Linked DNA regions of Pan troglodytes: region 2 is linked to region 1. The links are chromatin contacts, called in public HiChIP or PLAC-seq maps. All regions are on one chromosome and are shown on one strand. The core of a region is the stretch at or near the end of the contact, and the rest is flanking DNA. Distances in the headings are between cores, read along the strand shown. Region 1 holds the start of DTX3L (deltex E3 ubiquitin ligase 3L). Region 2 holds the start of SEMA5B (semaphorin 5B).

The links. HiChIP or PLAC-seq counts read pairs in DNA pulled down with a chosen protein or histone mark.
Region 2: an H3K4me3 HiChIP or PLAC-seq map of stem cell-derived excitatory neurons shows a contact between it and region 1, with 7 times the contacts expected there. The contact joins the promoter of SEMA5B here to the promoter of DTX3L in region 1. A contact is called at or near these places in 1 of 7 Hi-C or Micro-C datasets (stem cell-derived neural progenitor cells) and 1 of 1 datasets of contacts at active chromatin or transcription factors (stem cell-derived excitatory neurons).

What each region holds. Positions count from the first base shown.
Region 1 is chr2:125,837,127-125,840,830 of NHGRI_mPanTro3-v2.0_pri, reverse strand. It overlaps DTX3L (deltex E3 ubiquitin ligase 3L), which reads right to left and starts at 1,888. Exons shown (of 5, transcript XM_526285.8): 1 at 1,432-1,888; 2 at 1-181. The coding sequence starts at 1,618. PARP9 (poly(ADP-ribose) polymerase family member 9) reads left to right here and starts at 1,434. Exons shown (of 11, transcript XM_001167453.7): 1 at 1,434-1,606.
Region 2 is chr2:126,289,673-126,293,376 of NHGRI_mPanTro3-v2.0_pri, reverse strand. SEMA5B (semaphorin 5B) reads left to right here and starts at 1,891. Exons shown (of 22, transcript XM_016941758.4): 1 at 1,891-2,293.

The DNA of each region.
Region 1 (3,704 bases), core at 639-3,138:
ATATGTCCTTCATGTTGATGCATATCACCAGACGGTGTTTCTGCTTGTGATTGTGTCAGTGAAGAAATTTGAGGTCTCGTGTTCTTCTTTATTGAATTTTCAGTGGGTACCAGGAAAATGGGCACAGGTTTTTCGTCAACAAGTATTTGGTGCTCTCCTTTTTTCAACACTCTCTCCTTAGCTTCAGTGGAGACATTAAACACACACATATACACACATAAAAATGGGAGAGATTTCAAGTAATCCTCTCATTCCTGTGTCTGTACTCTGCCCCAGCACCTCCCAGTAAGGCTGCTCCCTGCATCCTGGAATGGTGTGTTGGCGATGGAGAAAGTCGGGGAGCTATTAAGAGCTCTAAAGTGTGTGGATTAAGTTTTACTATAGAAGTGAAAGCTTAATGACAGTGGAACATTGTCCACCAATTAAACATCATGTTTCTGAAACTGTCTCCAGTCTCCCCTTTCCTCCTTCCTTCTTTCCCTCCCTCCCTCCCTTCCTTCCTTCTTTTTTTTTTTTTTTTTTTTTTAAGACGGAGTCTCACTCTGTCACCCAGGCTGGAGTGCAATGGTAGGACCTCGTCTCACTGCAACCTCTCTGCCTCCCGAGTTCCAGCGATTCTCCTGCCTCAGCCTCCAGAGTAGCTTGGATTACAGGTGCGCACCACCATGCCCGGGTAATTTTTGTATTATTAGTAGAGACGGAATTTCCCCATGTTGGCCAGGCTGGTCTTGAACTCCTGGCCTCAGGTGATCCACCAACCTCGGCCTCCAAAGTGCTAGGATTACAGGCGTGAGCCACCGCACCCGGCCCAGTCTCCCATTTCAATACGCATTATACAGGTAAGTGACAACAGCAGGAATCAAAAGTGCAGACTCCGAATTTTGTAAATACACCTGTGTTTGCTGGCATTCATAAAAAAAGGCAGGAAGGAAATACACCAAATGGTCACATTGTTTATCTTCAGGTTGTTTTCTTTTTTACTCTTTTCTCTTATTTCTATAGTGAGCATATATCACTTTTGTAATCCTCAAAAACACAAAATGGAACATCCTTTTGTTCATGGATGGAACAATGGAACCATTATTTAAAACATAAAAGTGGAATCCCTGAATGACAAGGACAGCAGCTGGCAGGCATCTGGGGGAAGGAAGATGACAGCTGAGAAATTAAGTTAGAATGAGGATATGGAAAGCATCCACACTAAGGCGCCGTCAGCCAGACCCGCACCGGGCACATGTGAGGCCCCATCCTCCACCGAGTGTTCACTGTCTCAGTGAGTCTCTTGGCAGCAGGGCCCCGTCCCTGTCCGCCACCGCACAGTGACATATTTTCTCCCGCCCTCTCCCCTAGGTCAGCTGGAACTGGGTCCGCCTGGAAACCCGGGGGCCGGGCGCCCAGAGGGCTTTCGCAGCCTGGCCGCCCAAAGCTCACCTGCCCTTTCACTGAACTCCACCCGGAAGGTGCCCGGGGCCTCGTGTTCCTGGGTGCTGACCGTGCACTCCCCGCCGCCCGAGGACTTAGAGCTCTGGAAGTAGCTCTCCAGCTTCCTTCGTACTCGGGGGCCGGACTTGTACACCCGCACGAGGAGCGGGGACGGCGGGCGCAGGTGGGAGGCCATGGCTCTGCGCGTCGGGAGGGCGCGGGGGCTCCGGGAGGCAGCTGGGCCGTAAAGGCGCGGCCCGCCCTGCCGACTGGGCGCAAAGTTTCAGTTTCGCTTCCCTGGAGGTCCCTCCCTGTTCCCGGCAGAGCCGCTTCCCCCTCCTCCCTGTGCTGTCCGCACCGAGGAGAGCGGCCTGCCGGGTGAGGAGGTCCGGTGCCTCTGGGCCCTCGGGGTCCCCTCTCCTGCAGGCTCGAGGTGGGCGGGGAGAGGGGGGACGGGCGCGGACCCGGGTCCCAGGGCCAGGCCTCCCTTGTGAGTAGACTATGCAAAGAAAGTAAGTTTCTCCTGTGTTTCTTATTCTTTGTAACTCTTACTGCTGTTATCACTATTATTTGATCCTAAAAAGTAATTCACATTCTGAATCCATGTTAAACTTACCCATTTTTGAAAATTTGAATGTGTTCATCTGATAATTGTGACCTGTTACCCCTTCCCTCCCTCCAACTCTACCCTTTAGACGGGCTTCTGCGGGCTTTTCTCCTCCATTGCTTGATTTAACCAACAGCACTGAATTGTTTCTTGCTGCTCAAAGAGCAGAGCAAGGCCCTGATGTCAAGGGCTGGTGAGGGGAGGCGGACCTGTGAACCAAGGAGCAAAACTTCTCCAAGGCCTCCAAGGGGAAGTTTCAAGCAGAATCTTAATGCATTGAGTGTGGCGGCGAGATGGGGAGGACAGGATTGGGGGGAAAAGCACCTGAGGCTTAGGGACCACTGTGGTCTGAAGCACAGAGTGGGCCTGGGGCCTGGGAGGAAAGGAGATGGGTGAGGGGATGAGGGAGGGAGGGCCTACCTAGATGGGCACTGTCCAGCAGAAATACAATGGGAGCCAGTAGGTTCATTCTAAAATTTTTGCAGCCATACTTTTTAAAGGATAAAGAAACAGATGAAATTAATTTTAATGATTTTTAGGATATTTTTAAAGGATAAAGAAACAGATGAAATTAATTGTAATGATGTTATTGACATATCCAAAACTTAATCATTTCAGCATGTAATGAGATTTTTACATTCTTTTTATCATACTACGTCTTTGCAACCCAGTGTTTTTCTTATACTTACATCACATCTCGATTCAGATTGGCCACATGTAGCCTCAGTAGCTATGTGAGGCTGATAGTCCACCCTGGACAGGACATATTTAGATGGTGAAAAGCCTTGAAGAGCAGTGAAGATGACCTGAAGGGCTTTAAGCAGGGAAAGCAAGAAAATGACTTGCCAGATTTGCATTTTAGAAATATGGTGCTGACAACCGTGTGGAGGACACATTTACAAGCAGGGATGAGTGGCGGCAGAAAGGCCCGAGATAAGGTTTTTGCACATGGCTGGTAAGACTGGAAATGGGCCCATCTTTACTGTGAACAATTTGGCAATACTGTCAGAATTACAACTGCATATACTTTTTGGTTCTGGAGTTCCATTTCTAGGAATTTGTCCTATTGATATATTAGCCCCTGTGTGAAGTGACCTGTGTACAAAGATGTTCTTTACAGCCTTGTTTACAATAGCAAAAGATAGGGAACTCTTTAATGCCCATAAATAGGGGGACTAGCAGTTTAATAATAATAGTATATCTATACAATGGAATACAATGGGCAGTAGGAAAAATGAAAAAGCTCTCTATGTGCTAACATGAAAAGATCTCTAGGATACATTATGTGGGAAAAATAAGATGCAGAAGTGTGTGTATAAGCTACTACCTTTCGTGTAAAAAATGCCACTGGAAGAATACAGGAGAAGCGCTGATTGACTCTGGACAGGGAATTTAGCAGCGGAGACAGGAGGAAACCTTTTACATTTTCTAAATTTGAACCATGTAAATGTAATACCTATTCAAACAATAAAATGTCAAACTAGGTACATTTAAATCTTTGAAAAGAGTATATTGCTGGCTGGGCGCGGTGGCTCACGCCTGTAATCCCAGCACTTTGGGAGGCCAAGGCAGGCGGATCATGAGGTCAGGAGATCGAGACCATCCTGGCTAACATGGTGAAACCCCGTCTCTACTAAAAAAAAAAAAAAAAAAAAAAAAAAAAAAAAATTAGCCG
Region 2 (3,704 bases), core at 642-3,141, 450 kb before region 1:
ATGTGTGAAGGGTGGAGAATATTTTGGTTATCTTTCAAGGGAGAGCTGTGGCTGACAGAGCCACTCAGAAGGCATTTTGTCTATTCTCCCAACCAGACAAATTGGAAGCTCTCCTGTTCATTCCCTGGTCCTGCAGTATGGAATAGCTTCGTGGTTTTTTGTGTTAATTAAAAGGTATCTCTATATTGCACATACTTCTATTTTTTGTGATGACAAAAACATTCCCCATGGCTCTGCAGGGAATGGGGGTTGGCGGGGGGCACGCTCATAGCAGTGGAAAGGTTCCACGGTGGAGATCAGGAGACCTATCCCTATCTCAGCCTGGGACTCTGGGAGAATGGTCCAGAGCTCATTGTCCTTGTCGATAAAATGATAGATTTGGACTCAATATCCCGTGCTGCCTCTTCCAACTTGATTTTTACCCCAATATTAAATGAATGGGCTACCAGACTGGTATGCCCACACATGCCCGTTTCCTTTCTTTTCTTCTCTGCATCTCTGCCTTTGTGTCCAGAACGTGTTTTCCCTTTGCAAGTTTCTCTCCATTCTGCACATTATGAGTTTCAGCATTTCCGTTGCCCTAGAAAGTCTATCTTTGAGATCTTGCACTGTTTCTCTTTTTACAGTGTCTCATAAACTCCCTTCTTGGATTCAGAACCACCCTTTCTTTCCCATTATCCTGTCAAACTGCTTCTTGCCATGGTCCAGGGGTAGGAGGATGGCAGGGAGGAGGTGCTTCTCTGGGGCTCTTAGTGTCTCAATTCTTCTGCTTTATCTGGGTTTTCCTTTACCCAGAATTTTATTATGTAAAATGCTTCACTCAGACTTTGTTCTAATTATCCAATTTTTGGCATACTCTAGAAAGTCTTTTGATATTTTCCTTCCTCCAACTTATCTATTTTTATTTCATAGTTCTCTTTGGTTATCTCTTAGAATCACACTTTCCTGGTTTTAATTTTTCAAATCCTTTGTCTTTCTCACTCGTTCTTAGGTCACCTTTTTTTACATTTTCAAATATATTTTTTGTTCAGCAGAGGGCTCCCTTCCCATCCCTCTTGCAGCCCGGGCAGCTAGGATTTGAAGCTTGCCCCTTGCATCTTTCTCTCCCGCCTTCTAGCCATCAGAAACACTAGATCACTTAAACTTGTAAACAATTCGGCCTCGCTCCTTGTGATTGCGCTAAACCTTCCGTCTTCAGCTGAGAACGCTCCACCACCTCCCCGGATCACTCATCTCTTGGCTGCTCTCCCACTGTTCCTGATGTTATTTTACTCCCCGTATCCCCTACTCGTTCTTCACAATTCTGTAGGGTGCGTATTACTAACCCCAGTTTACAGCTGAGGAAACTGAGGCTTGGAGAGGTTCGCTCGGTATCGCACAGTTTGCAAGGTTAACCCTAATCCGGCCAGTTCTGGCTTTCCAGCCCAGCCCAGCAGCCTAGCCTCCCTCTCTGCCGCTGCAGGTTATAACGGCTCTCCCCCGTTTTACACGAGGTCCCTTCCCCTTCAAATCCACAGGCAGGAAGATCGTTCCGAACTGACGGGGCTGGGGAATGTGGGAGTCCGGAGTGGGGTTTGGGGGAGCTTCCTCAGGCCCGGAGTGTTGGGGTGGGCAGGCCGCGCCGATGGCCCTCGGGGATGTCACATTCGAGATGGGGTGACCGAGAACGGCAAGGCGGGATGTGGCAAACGGCGGCAAGTGCTCGGAGTCCTAGGTCTTGTCGCCGGAATGCCGGCCGGGGAAGGGGCTTCGGCCCACCGGGCTGGTCACCACACTCGGCAGGCCCGGGGCGGGAGTCGGCCGAGCAGCCGCGGGATGCAGGGCGCCCCCTCGCGCTCCTCCGCGCGCCTCGAGGCTGGCGGGTGCAGCGCCCGCCGCGGCAGGTCTGCTCCAGCCCCCTCCTCTTTTTCGCTCCCGCTCCCCTCATTCTCTCCCTTTGCTTGCAACTCCTCCCCCACCGCCCCCTCCCTCCTTCTGCTCCCGCGGTCTCCTCCTCCCTGCTCTCTCCGAGCGCCGGGTCGGGAGCTAGTTGGAGCGCGGGGGTTGGTGCCAGAGCCCAGCTCCGCCGAGCCGGGCGGGTCGGCAGCGCGTCCAGCGGCTGCTGGGAGCCCGAGCGCAGCGGGCGCGGGCCCGGGTCGGGACTGCACCGGAGCGCTGAGAGCTGGAGGCCGTTCCTGCGCGGCCGCCCCATTCCCAGACAGGCCGCCAGCCCATCTGGTTCGCTCCCGCCGCTCCGCGCCGCCCGGGAGTCGGGAGCCGCGGGGAACCGGGCACTTGCACCCGCCGCTGGGAGGTGAGTCCCGGGAGCTCCGGGCGCTTCCCCTGCGCGGGTTGGGGCTGCAACTTGCAAACTTCAGCAACTCGGGTGGGTATCGGGGTAGAGAGGTAGGGGTTCGGGCTCTGGCAAGTTGAAGCCAGGTAGGTGAGGCTGCGGGCGGGAGGACAGGGGGTCCCCTGGCTTCCGCGCCTCCCGCTGCCACCTCGGCTTGAGAGCCCTCAGCGCTGCTGCGTTCCCGCCGCCAGCCAGCTCTGGGTCCGGGTTGCACTGGGCCCTGCCAGGGCTGTGGTCGGCGCATGTGGGCTGCAGCGGCGATGGGGACCCGGGACCCAGGCCTGGAGAAGGAGACGGACGAGTGAGGCTGAGGGACGGAGGGACAGAGGTGCGGAGATGGAGGCTCAGAGAGGGCCGGCTAGTAAACAGCACTGAGGGAGAGTGCGGGCGGCGAGGCGCGTGGGAACGCGTGGCCCGCCCAGAGTGTGAAATCTCCCGCTCAGGGACGTCCCCGCTCCACCGCCGCCGCCTGCGGAGCCGCCGCCCGGATTCTTCCCAGACCCCCCTCCAGGACGCTCTTGCCCTGACCAGGCCTGCGGAGCGTGAACTCTGCCCACCAGGCTCCAGGGGCAGTGGCTCAGGGCCCCGCACTCCCGGCTGGGAGGGTGGAGAGGGGTGCGGCAGCTGGAAGCGGGGACGCGAGCGGCGATTTCCCGATTTATGTTTCTCATGGTAATTTGTCTTTGTGGTTGGGGCTGCCCATTCACTTTCCGCTCACGTCCTGCGGGAGATCCAGCGAGGAGGGAGGGAGCGGGGGGCGCTCGGGCACAGAGAGGGATGCAGACGGGAGAGGGGATGGGGACCCGCGCGGGGCGGGAGCCAAGAGGGAAGTGGTCGCCGGACCGGCGGAGGAAGAAGGCGAGGCTCGAGAAAACCCGGCCCAACGGAGCCGACTCCTTTGCCCACCGCAAACTTTAAACAAGGAGGAGGACCACCTGCAGCGCCGTTCTGGCCCCCTCCTCCCCGCCCCCGCCCCCCACCTCGAGCCCAGTCTTTGGGTAGTTCCGACTGCCCGCCGCGCCAGGCGGGAGTGGGCCGCGAGTCTGGATGGGGAGAGAGGAGCGCTGGATTCTGCTCGCACCCCTGCGATCCTGCCCAGGCTTTCTGCAGAGGGGCGGGGTGAGAGCAGCAGGAGCCGGGAAGGCTGGCTACCCTGGCGTGCACTCCTTCCCGGCCAACGGAATTGGGACTGAGGGTTTGGAAGCTTGCCTGTGTCTAGACCTCACCACGATCCTACCTTCTCTGGCCCTAACCCCATCTTTTTCCTTCAGCCCCTAGTGAATCCGACCTCCTTCCGCTTTTCTCAGGCACCCCAACCCACTTCGGCCTCGGGGCCTCTCTCCACAGCCCTCCCTGCCTGCTTGCTCCTCGG